3 separate regions of the Mus musculus genome follow, and all the other regions are linked to region 1. The links are chromatin contacts, called in public HiChIP or PLAC-seq maps. All regions are on one chromosome and are shown on one strand. The core of a region is the stretch at or near the end of the contact, and the rest is flanking DNA. Distances in the headings are between cores, read along the strand shown.

Region 1 (2,724 bases), core at 113-2,612:
TTTAGGGCAGTTGTGGGATTGGGGCAGAGCAGTCAAAGCCTTTCACCCAGTTTCTGTGGGAGAGTACTTGGGGCTTGCCTAAGTCTTTGAAGTTACAGATTCTCTTCTCTAGACGGAGAAATGGAGACAGGCAGAGTCATGGCACCAGGTCACAAGGAGGGGGTTCCACACATAAGTGTGACCTTAGGGACAAAATTGGCACAACCAAAGGCTGGCTAGTTTTTATTGTCCCCATAATTTTAAAATAACACTGTATATTTTGAAAGACTTAAGATTCACCGTGAAGCTCGGTGCTTTCCAGTGCACAGATCAAGCCACAGCGTTATTATCCTGGGGCATGGAGAGAAGACTACTTATCACTGGAGACAGAGGGCTCTGAACTCTAGCTGCTCCAGGTACAGAAAGTGGAATGGATAGACTCCTAGTCTCTTAGAAGTCATATCGTAAACATTGCCTGGGACTGTCTATAGACAGAGAAGAATGACTAATAAGGTCAACTTTCTGATCTAGTCATCATGGTAATAGACTGAGCCCTGCCCTGAGACTGACAGGAGGTCAAAATTAAAGTCTTAGCTTGTCCTACCAGGCTGTCAGTCATGGAGGGGAGGTTTCTCCAGTCTCACACAGGAAATAACATAATACATCCCTGAAATTTTGATCAAGACATAACAGTGAACGGCAGCCTTCAGTGCACTGTTTAATCAAATTCTCACCAGAAGCTACCTCACCATTAGAATAAATATAGATGGGAAAGTAGTGCTTCTTGGTTTCAAAGTAACCTTGAAAACTTTGAGTCTACTTAGTATCCTAGTGGAGGAATCTTGCCAAGGTCCCCTCCCTGACCCCTATAAGCTACTAACTCCTGGTAGGAGCTCAAGCTTCAAGATCACCTAGAGCTAAGAAGGTTCCCTGTGGGACAAGTTACAGGACCACATAGTTAAAGGGATTTTCCAATTGTCCGTCAGTCACACTTCTAAACCAGGGATCACAGAGTGCTCACATCCCAAGCAGGCAGAAGGGTAGCAAATAGGTTTCTTACAGTGCCCGTTTAACACATAGAGCAGTTTGTCCAAGTCTTCAGTTATTGAGTCAAGCCCTCTCTTGCTTCAGAAATTGCTTCCACCTGAGAGAAGAAACCAGGTATCTGAGGGTTTCGATAGTGCAGAGATGTGGGGTTATAAAAACAATTCAGAAAAAGATTGTACGTATTTGCAAAATAGATTTGCATGAAACCATTTTCAAGTTTGCACAATTGGCTGCAATACTTCTGTGGGAAAATTCCTAAAAGCCTTCGGGGCAGCTCGCTCTGCTCCTCACTGAAGTGGTTCTAGTGGCCCATGCTTATCTTCGAACTTAAGGAAATAAAGCAACATCATGAGCTAAGGCCCACATCAAAGAGCCATGTGTCAGCACTTCGGTGCCATGTGCTACCACAGTGCCATTTTCTAAGAGCTCTGGCTGGCCCCTCTGTTCTTGGAGGTAGGTGTGAAGTGGTCAGTCACTCCAGGGCAGAAGTTGGGATTCCTTGGTTCTCTCTCCAGATTGTGGTGAAGTCCTGAATACACTTTTTTCTTCCCACCTCAATTTCTCGGGAGAGGTCCTTTGCCATGTATGGAGCTTGTGGTCAAATGGAAATACTTGAAAGACGGCCAAGTGGAAAGAGGATTTTGGCCTACTTTGCATGGTCTCCGAGGACAGAACTGAGACCAATAAGATGGTCAGCGGTACCAAAGAGGACTCGGACTGTGGATAAGGTTGAACTGTGGAGAAAAGATGTCTTCTTAATTACTTAATGGTACTTCCCATGGGACAAGCCACCTAATTTAATTCTCTCAATAGTCCATAAAGTAAATATTATTAATTTTTTTTGTACCAGGAAACAGACCTGGAGAGGGCAAATAACTGGATTTGGGTTGCATCACTTCTGAGTGAGCCAAAACCAAGACTTCAGTCAAGCCAGTACTTAATCCCAATCATTTGTGTGCAACTGTCTCATAAAGTAAATAGTGAGCAACACTCCCTTGATTAAAGAAGAGGGAAAAAATACCCCAAAATCCACATTCTTTTTTAAGCAGTAAGTTACCAATGTGCTTTCTGAGTGATTAATGTGAGCTAGGTATGTGAGCCGAGAGGCTGAGGACTGGGTAGAGGACCAGCCTTCTTTGCAGTACAACAGACAGCAGAGACTTGTGGGGACAGTAATTCTCCAGGGAATTACCTACTGCACAGTAACCAGGTCCCAAATAGCTGATCAGCTAGCCAGCAAGAACACTGAGGCGTGTGCAATTAAGGATGCTATTAGCATGCTTTTGAAACATTTCTGATAAATAGAACTCACCCAGACAGAAATGGTTGTCTTCAGAGGCAGTAAGACTCTTGAGCGCTCATGACCTTGTGGAAGAATGGATGTTTTGATTTCAAACCACAGTGACAGGAGGCTCAGGGTGGCTGGGCAAACAAGGGCGGGCTTGGCCCAGAAGCACATGTCCGGGCTCCCAGGCTTTTGGGGGTTCTTCTCACTGGGCTTCCCAGCCTGCCCCTCCCCATGCTGGTGAGGGGCCTATTTTGCTCAGAACTGTGGCTCCATGAGGGATGGCTGAACTCATCTTTCATAGTCGCCCGTTTTTAATCCCCATATCTCTCTCGGTCCTGTGGACTCCCACTCGCTTCCTTAAAGCGATCCCACTATTTCTGTTTGTGAAGTTAAGGTATTTGTTCAGGTTA
Region 2 (2,724 bases), core at 71-2,570, 220 kb before region 1:
CATAGAGCTGTGATCTGTTCTAGGTATGGGCAGCCAGGGAGGAGATAATCTATGGCATGGAAGTTGGTTCGGGGCCATGGTGTGTGGGATTTCGGGGCCCTAGGAGTCATAGATTCACGTGGTCTTCTATACCTCTCGTCTGGCAGGAAAGGCCAGCATTCAGACCCTAAGGCTCCAGGGTTGTTTGATTCTATTGCTATCTTTCAGTTCCTGTGAGAGACTTTCCTTCTTATCTCACCTGACCTACTCATTGACCTACTCAGTCCCGGGGTCCTAAGGCATAGAGGCTGTGTGATTATATTGAACACCAGTCCGGCTCCTCATTGTAAAGGTGGAACTACTGAGCTCTGATTAGTGTTAATTCAGTTAATTACTGAAGTAAGTAACCTTTCAAGTTCCTTATATTGTACCATATAACACTCCCCAGTACACCAGTACAGGGTTAGAGCATGGAGAACAGAAATATTATATGTGTGTGTGTGTGTGTGTGTGTGTGTGTGTGTGTGTGTGCTGGTGATAGCACAGTCAGATCCACTGCATTTAATACATCAGATCCACTGCATTTAATACATCTGCAATTAGAGATTTTGAGCAAAAAAAAAAAATTATGAAAAATACAAGCAAGCAGGAAAAAAAACCCAAGTTAATCGAGTTGTAGTGTTAGAAAAAGTACTTCCCCCGTTGGATATATTGAATTCACTCAAATCTGCTATTGCAGAGCAGAGATAAAAATTAATAGCTTTGTTTCCTGTGATCTCTTTATCAGACGAAGTGCAGGACTAAGGCTCTCAGTTACTTTAATGGAAAAACTGAAGTTGTATTATCAGATGATAAGGCTGTGTCAGGTGTTATTTTATTCTCTTATCTTCCTTGTTCAAGGTGAGGTGCTGGAGTCCTGATGGATGAGCTGGCCTGCCAGCTGGCCTGCTGTGACCATGGATCTCAGAGCCTTGATCTCACTCTGCCTTTCAAGATAACTGTGGCAGGTGAGAGAGGCCTCCAGGCCAGTTGATTCTGATCTCAAACTAAAGCCTTGATGGCTGGGGTCCTTGTCACAGGACGGTGGACTTGAGGAGATCTGCTAACTCAGTCCAGTAAGCAAGGAACATCGGAGATCACCTGCTAATGCTGGCTGAATAAACTCTCCGGGAGGGGGTCATGAAGTGATGTGGCCCAGGGTAGCTGCACTGCAGGTGCTTTCTGGCCCCCTCCCGGAGAGTTTATTCAGTGAGCGTTAGCAGGTGATCTCAGATGTGCCTTGTGTTATGTTTGATCATGATGAGTCATGCCAGTCCCTGCTACCCTTGGGAAGCTCCCAGCCCAGAGGGCAGCAGACTTGATCACGAGGTAAGGAGGCTTATTCATATCCTCCTCTGGGCTTCCAGAGCACTTTGTACCTATCTGTACTTCAGCTGTTGTTGTTGTATGTGAGCAGTTATTTGTCTGCAAGACTGTATTTTCCCTATTTGAATACAAGCTCAACAGAAAAGGGTGAAGGCATACATGTGGTCTCATGCCCACTGTTTTAGCACCATGGATGAAGTAAAACCAGTATGTGTGAACTATTAGTGTGTATGACAGCTGTTGTGTTTATTTGTTATTTAATTACTGGTGTGTATTTTTTTTTTTACAGCGTCACCTTCAATCAGTTTTACTAATAGCAGAGGTTTCAAAAAGAAGTAGCTAAAAAAAAAAAAAAAAAAAAGAAGTAGCTTTACTGAATGCTGGGCATGAGGTCATAATTTCACAGCTCAGCCCCCTATTCACTCACAAAAAGGCCCTGGTGTCTCATCGTTCACTGGTGCTAGTGGTGGATCAGGGCTGACCATGGGCCAAGAGAATGTTGGCCACCAGTGAGGCAGAATAGGTTCTGATTGTTCTAGCTCTCCACTGAGATCAGGATTAGGGGCCAGGTTGTCCCCTGTCTAAAAGCCTCAGTTACTTTATCTGGGGGGCATTTTTATGAACAGGGACTCATAAAGCTCTGTCTATCATGCTTCTAAAGGCTGTTAAGGGAGTCTTATGAAAATGGATGTAGAAGGCTTCCGGGGAAGATAGTAGACTAGGCAGTGCCTCCATGTAACCTAGCGAGGAAAAACCAAAACATGAAAAAAATACACTATATTTCAAAAGGAGAAAGAGGAAGTGCTCCGGAAGAGTTCCAGAGTAGTGATGTGATACCCCAAGAGTGCAGAGCCAAAGAATGACCTCATCAGCCAACGCTCCATCCCTATGGCTCCTGAGAAGGGCTAGCACACTATCTACGTTAGTGGTTCCATTGTCTGACCTATGGTTCTTGGTGAGGTCAATGAACATTAATTAATTAAGTATATTCCTATTTCTTGTACCATTTGATTGTGATGCTATTCTAACAGTTTGCTTTCCTCACACTGACTGGTGCTGGAGAGTGAGCCCTCAAGAGTAGGTTCCTCAATAAGAAAATCTCCAAATCCAACTAGTTGAGATGTCCAACAAATGCAAAGATCACATCACAGAAGTACAAGAGTTAGCAAATGGCAAGGTGGCACTAATCCTCTACCAGGTCACAAGTCTTTTTTTTTTTTTTCACTTTTAAAATAGACTATTATAATCACTTTATTTTTGCATTGGGACTTTTTTGCTTCTGAGGTTTTTTTTTTAATATTTTTTATTACATATTTTCCTCAATTACATTTCCAATGCTATCCCAAAAGTCCCCCATACCCTCCCCCCCACTTCCCTACC
Region 3 (2,724 bases), core at 126-2,625, 140 kb before region 1:
GCAGCTACTGCATTTCTTCTTTCTTTCCATACCACCCTTGCCTTTCCTTTTCCTGTCTTCTTTGCCAATTCTAAGTGTCCTTCCTATATTTTTGTGGTGGTTGTTTTCCATCTGCTGTTCTTGACTTATTTCATCTTTCATTATTTAAATTTAAGTAGGTGATAGCACTTCTCTAAGTTGACTCACGACTCCCACTCTGCTCTGCCTCCTTAACCTTCCCCCGTTCTCTCTCCATGCTGGTCATTCTTGATTTCTTGACATTTTTTTCTTTTTTTGGACATTCCAATGGGTACTGTCTCAGGCCACCTGCATAGTGTTTCTGGTGCTGACTCCCATTGCCCCACATGGCCACACGTCTTCTTTGACTTTCGGGAGCTTGCTTTAACAAACACGTTTTCAAAGGCACCGTCCCTCTACAGGCCGTGTAAAGATGCTGCACACTCCTCTTCTTCTCTCTGCTCTCTGCTGATCTACACACGTGTAACCCTGCAGCTTACTCTCCTCTTGTTCATTGTCTGCACGGTAGGAAACCAGAACATAAGCTTTATGGAGGGCAGGGCTATTTGTCTATTTAGGACAGAGTCTGGCATGATAAATGGAGTAAGAGAGCAGATATGATTCTTTCTAGTGATCGACAAAATATGTACGCGTACTATTTTACTACTAGAAATTAAGTTCATTAAATATTTTATCAGTTCAATCGCCATCACTAACTATACTTGCGATAAAGGTATTAAGTGTTTTATAGATAGCCTCACTGCTCTAGATTCTGTGTCCCCTGTACTGTGTTTGAGGCACCAGATCAGGTCTGGCTTCTTGTAAACAGCTGACAGGCCAGCATTTCTCCTCCGTGTCTCTACTAGTGAAGTAGCTTGCACGCTCCCTGTGGACCTTGTGGAATTATTGGGTTAATTCGATAGCACTTCAACATGGAGTCGACTCCAAGGCAAGTCACCCATGCGTGGTTCACTGTTGCACACCAGTAAAGGACTGGACGAGTGGCTTCCAATGATGATGGAAACATCTAATGGGATAAGAGAGGCAGGTGTTGTGTGCAACTTAGTCTTCACGGGGGGACTGAGCTAAGAAAAGGATCTTAGGCAATGTGAGTGCTATTTGCGAGCGTATCAGGAGGGAACGGGAGCAGAGGCCAGCTATGTCATGGAATATTCCTTGCTTTCTTCCATTCCCCTCAAGCTCCGTGCTGGTGCGTCTCTTGCTGTGTATTATTGACAGAGGAAATGCTGATTCATGGGTCTAAGTTACAGGAAACCTTGTTTCCTGGTGAAGAAACAAGCTTGGTGGAGCTGCCAGCACCCTCCCTGCCAGTTGCTGCCACATGTCCTGCTCTGGGCCTGCACCCAGGCCGTCTGAGGAGGGGCAGGCCCCCTCAAGCTTAGCCAGTGAGATCACTTTCCCTGGCCCAGCTCCTCACCATGCCTCTCTGGGCCTTTCTGCTCTGACCTTACAATACCTTTCCAGCCCATCTCCCTTGCTTCCTGCTTGCTCCACCAGCTGAAGCCACCAATGAGCATGCCCAGCTCTCCCTGGGCACCTTGTATTTCCCACTCTGTGCCATGGCTCCTCATGTTCCCTGCCTGAACTGGCCCCTGAGCCCGTGTTGGCCCACTGAAATCCTACCTCCCCTTGAGCTCTGCACAGCTGTTCTGCTATATGAGGCCCGCTCTGCTTCCTTCTATTTATTACTATTCCTTTTAGTAGGGGTGTTTCCAAATATGTGAGCATTTGCGTACACTTACCAGCTCCAGCAGCTACCTGATTCCTCCTAAGTAGCCCCAGTTACTTTGACGGAGATTTTTGAGCTCCCTTAGCCAACTCTTGTAGTCCTACTTAACTTATGTTTCTTGAGTTGCACACAGAAGAAGGTCAGTCAGTGGCTTTACTCACCATGAAGCCAAACAGACATGGATTGAGCCAGCCAGTATTACAAGACAGTCAGTGGCAAGCTAAGATCTTTTCTTTTTTTCCTGAGAGGCCTCATTGAAAATGGTCATGTAGTTACTGTATCTAAACACAACAGATGTTCAAGTTACATTATTATCACATGTGTATAAAATAAAAAAAATTAATCTGCTAGCCAGCTGATGAATACAGGGACTTCTTAAGCTCGGCACCGAGCAATCAGCACTGGGCAGCCCTTTCTGAGGTCTGCTGTGTTCTGTTATCTGATCTCCTCCTGCTGCAGGAGATGGCTGATTTAGATGAAGAGAAAGCCATCTGATAATAAAGGCCTGTGTGAGTTAACCAAAGTTTAAAACGGTAAGTGTTATAAAATCATGTCTCTTTGGCTGTTACATGGATTAGAAAGCAGACATTCAGTAATGGAGGAATTTAACTACTCTGAAGTTACCTCTAGTTAGACAGATAGGAAGAGAAATGAAGGAAGTTTAATATGTGCACTTGGACTTTGGAAGGCTGGGAGCAAAGGCATGAAGAGACCATTGGGAAGGTAAAGCAAGAAATAGAAAGCCAGTCCTGGAAGAATGGCACACTTTCATCTGGACCGGACACAGCTCACGCCTGGACTTTGGCCTATAGTAAGGAGTCACCTGAAAGTCCAGTCTAAGGTGCTTGGACATTCCTGTGTCACAGTAGGAGGAAGAGTCTGGTCATGAGCCAAGAGCTGAAGAGTGGAGAGGGGATAGGAAGGTAGTCACCTCAGTTCCTAGATCACACAGAGGGTCTGCCACCAGTAAAGCAAGA

What was found. HiChIP or PLAC-seq counts read pairs in DNA pulled down with a chosen protein or histone mark.
Region 2: a FOXA1 HiChIP or PLAC-seq map of pancreatic cancer cells shows a contact between it and region 1. The contact joins two enhancer-like sites. A contact is called at or near these places in 1 of 15 datasets of contacts at CTCF or cohesin (the NIH/3T3 cell line), 5 of 484 Hi-C or Micro-C datasets (bone marrow-derived macrophages, liver, nephron progenitors and 1 more) and 1 of 115 datasets of contacts at active chromatin or transcription factors (pancreatic cancer cells).
Region 3: a contact with region 1 is called in an HNF4G HiChIP or PLAC-seq map of pancreatic cancer cells. The contact joins two enhancer-like sites. A contact is called at or near these places in 6 of 484 Hi-C or Micro-C datasets (all in liver) and 3 of 115 datasets of contacts at active chromatin or transcription factors (liver and pancreatic cancer cells).

The regions. Positions count from the first base shown.
Region 1 is chr16:24,093,574-24,096,297 of GRCm38.p6, reverse strand. No RefSeq gene overlaps it. Among named protein-coding and RNA genes, the nearest start is that of Gm31583, 4.9 kb to the right of the region's middle. Within about 2 kb of position 1,362, at least 33 of the 459 cell types and tissues checked have an H3K27ac peak or open chromatin away from gene starts, as enhancers often do. A contact at or near this core is called in pancreatic cancer cells, where this site is marked.
Region 2 is chr16:24,312,312-24,315,035 of GRCm38.p6, reverse strand. No RefSeq gene overlaps it. Among named protein-coding and RNA genes, the nearest start is that of Gm38456, 17 kb to the right of the region's middle. Within about 2 kb of position 1,320, at least 54 of the 459 cell types and tissues checked have an H3K27ac peak or open chromatin away from gene starts, as enhancers often do. A contact at or near this core is called in pancreatic cancer cells, where this site is marked.
Region 3 is chr16:24,237,047-24,239,770 of GRCm38.p6, reverse strand. The region is part of intron 1 of Gm31814 (a long non-coding RNA gene); the gene reads left to right. Among named protein-coding and RNA genes, the nearest start is that of Gm31814, 25 kb to the left of the region's middle. Within about 2 kb of position 1,375, at least 143 of the 459 cell types and tissues checked have an H3K27ac peak or open chromatin away from gene starts, as enhancers often do. A contact at or near this core is called in pancreatic cancer cells, where this site is marked.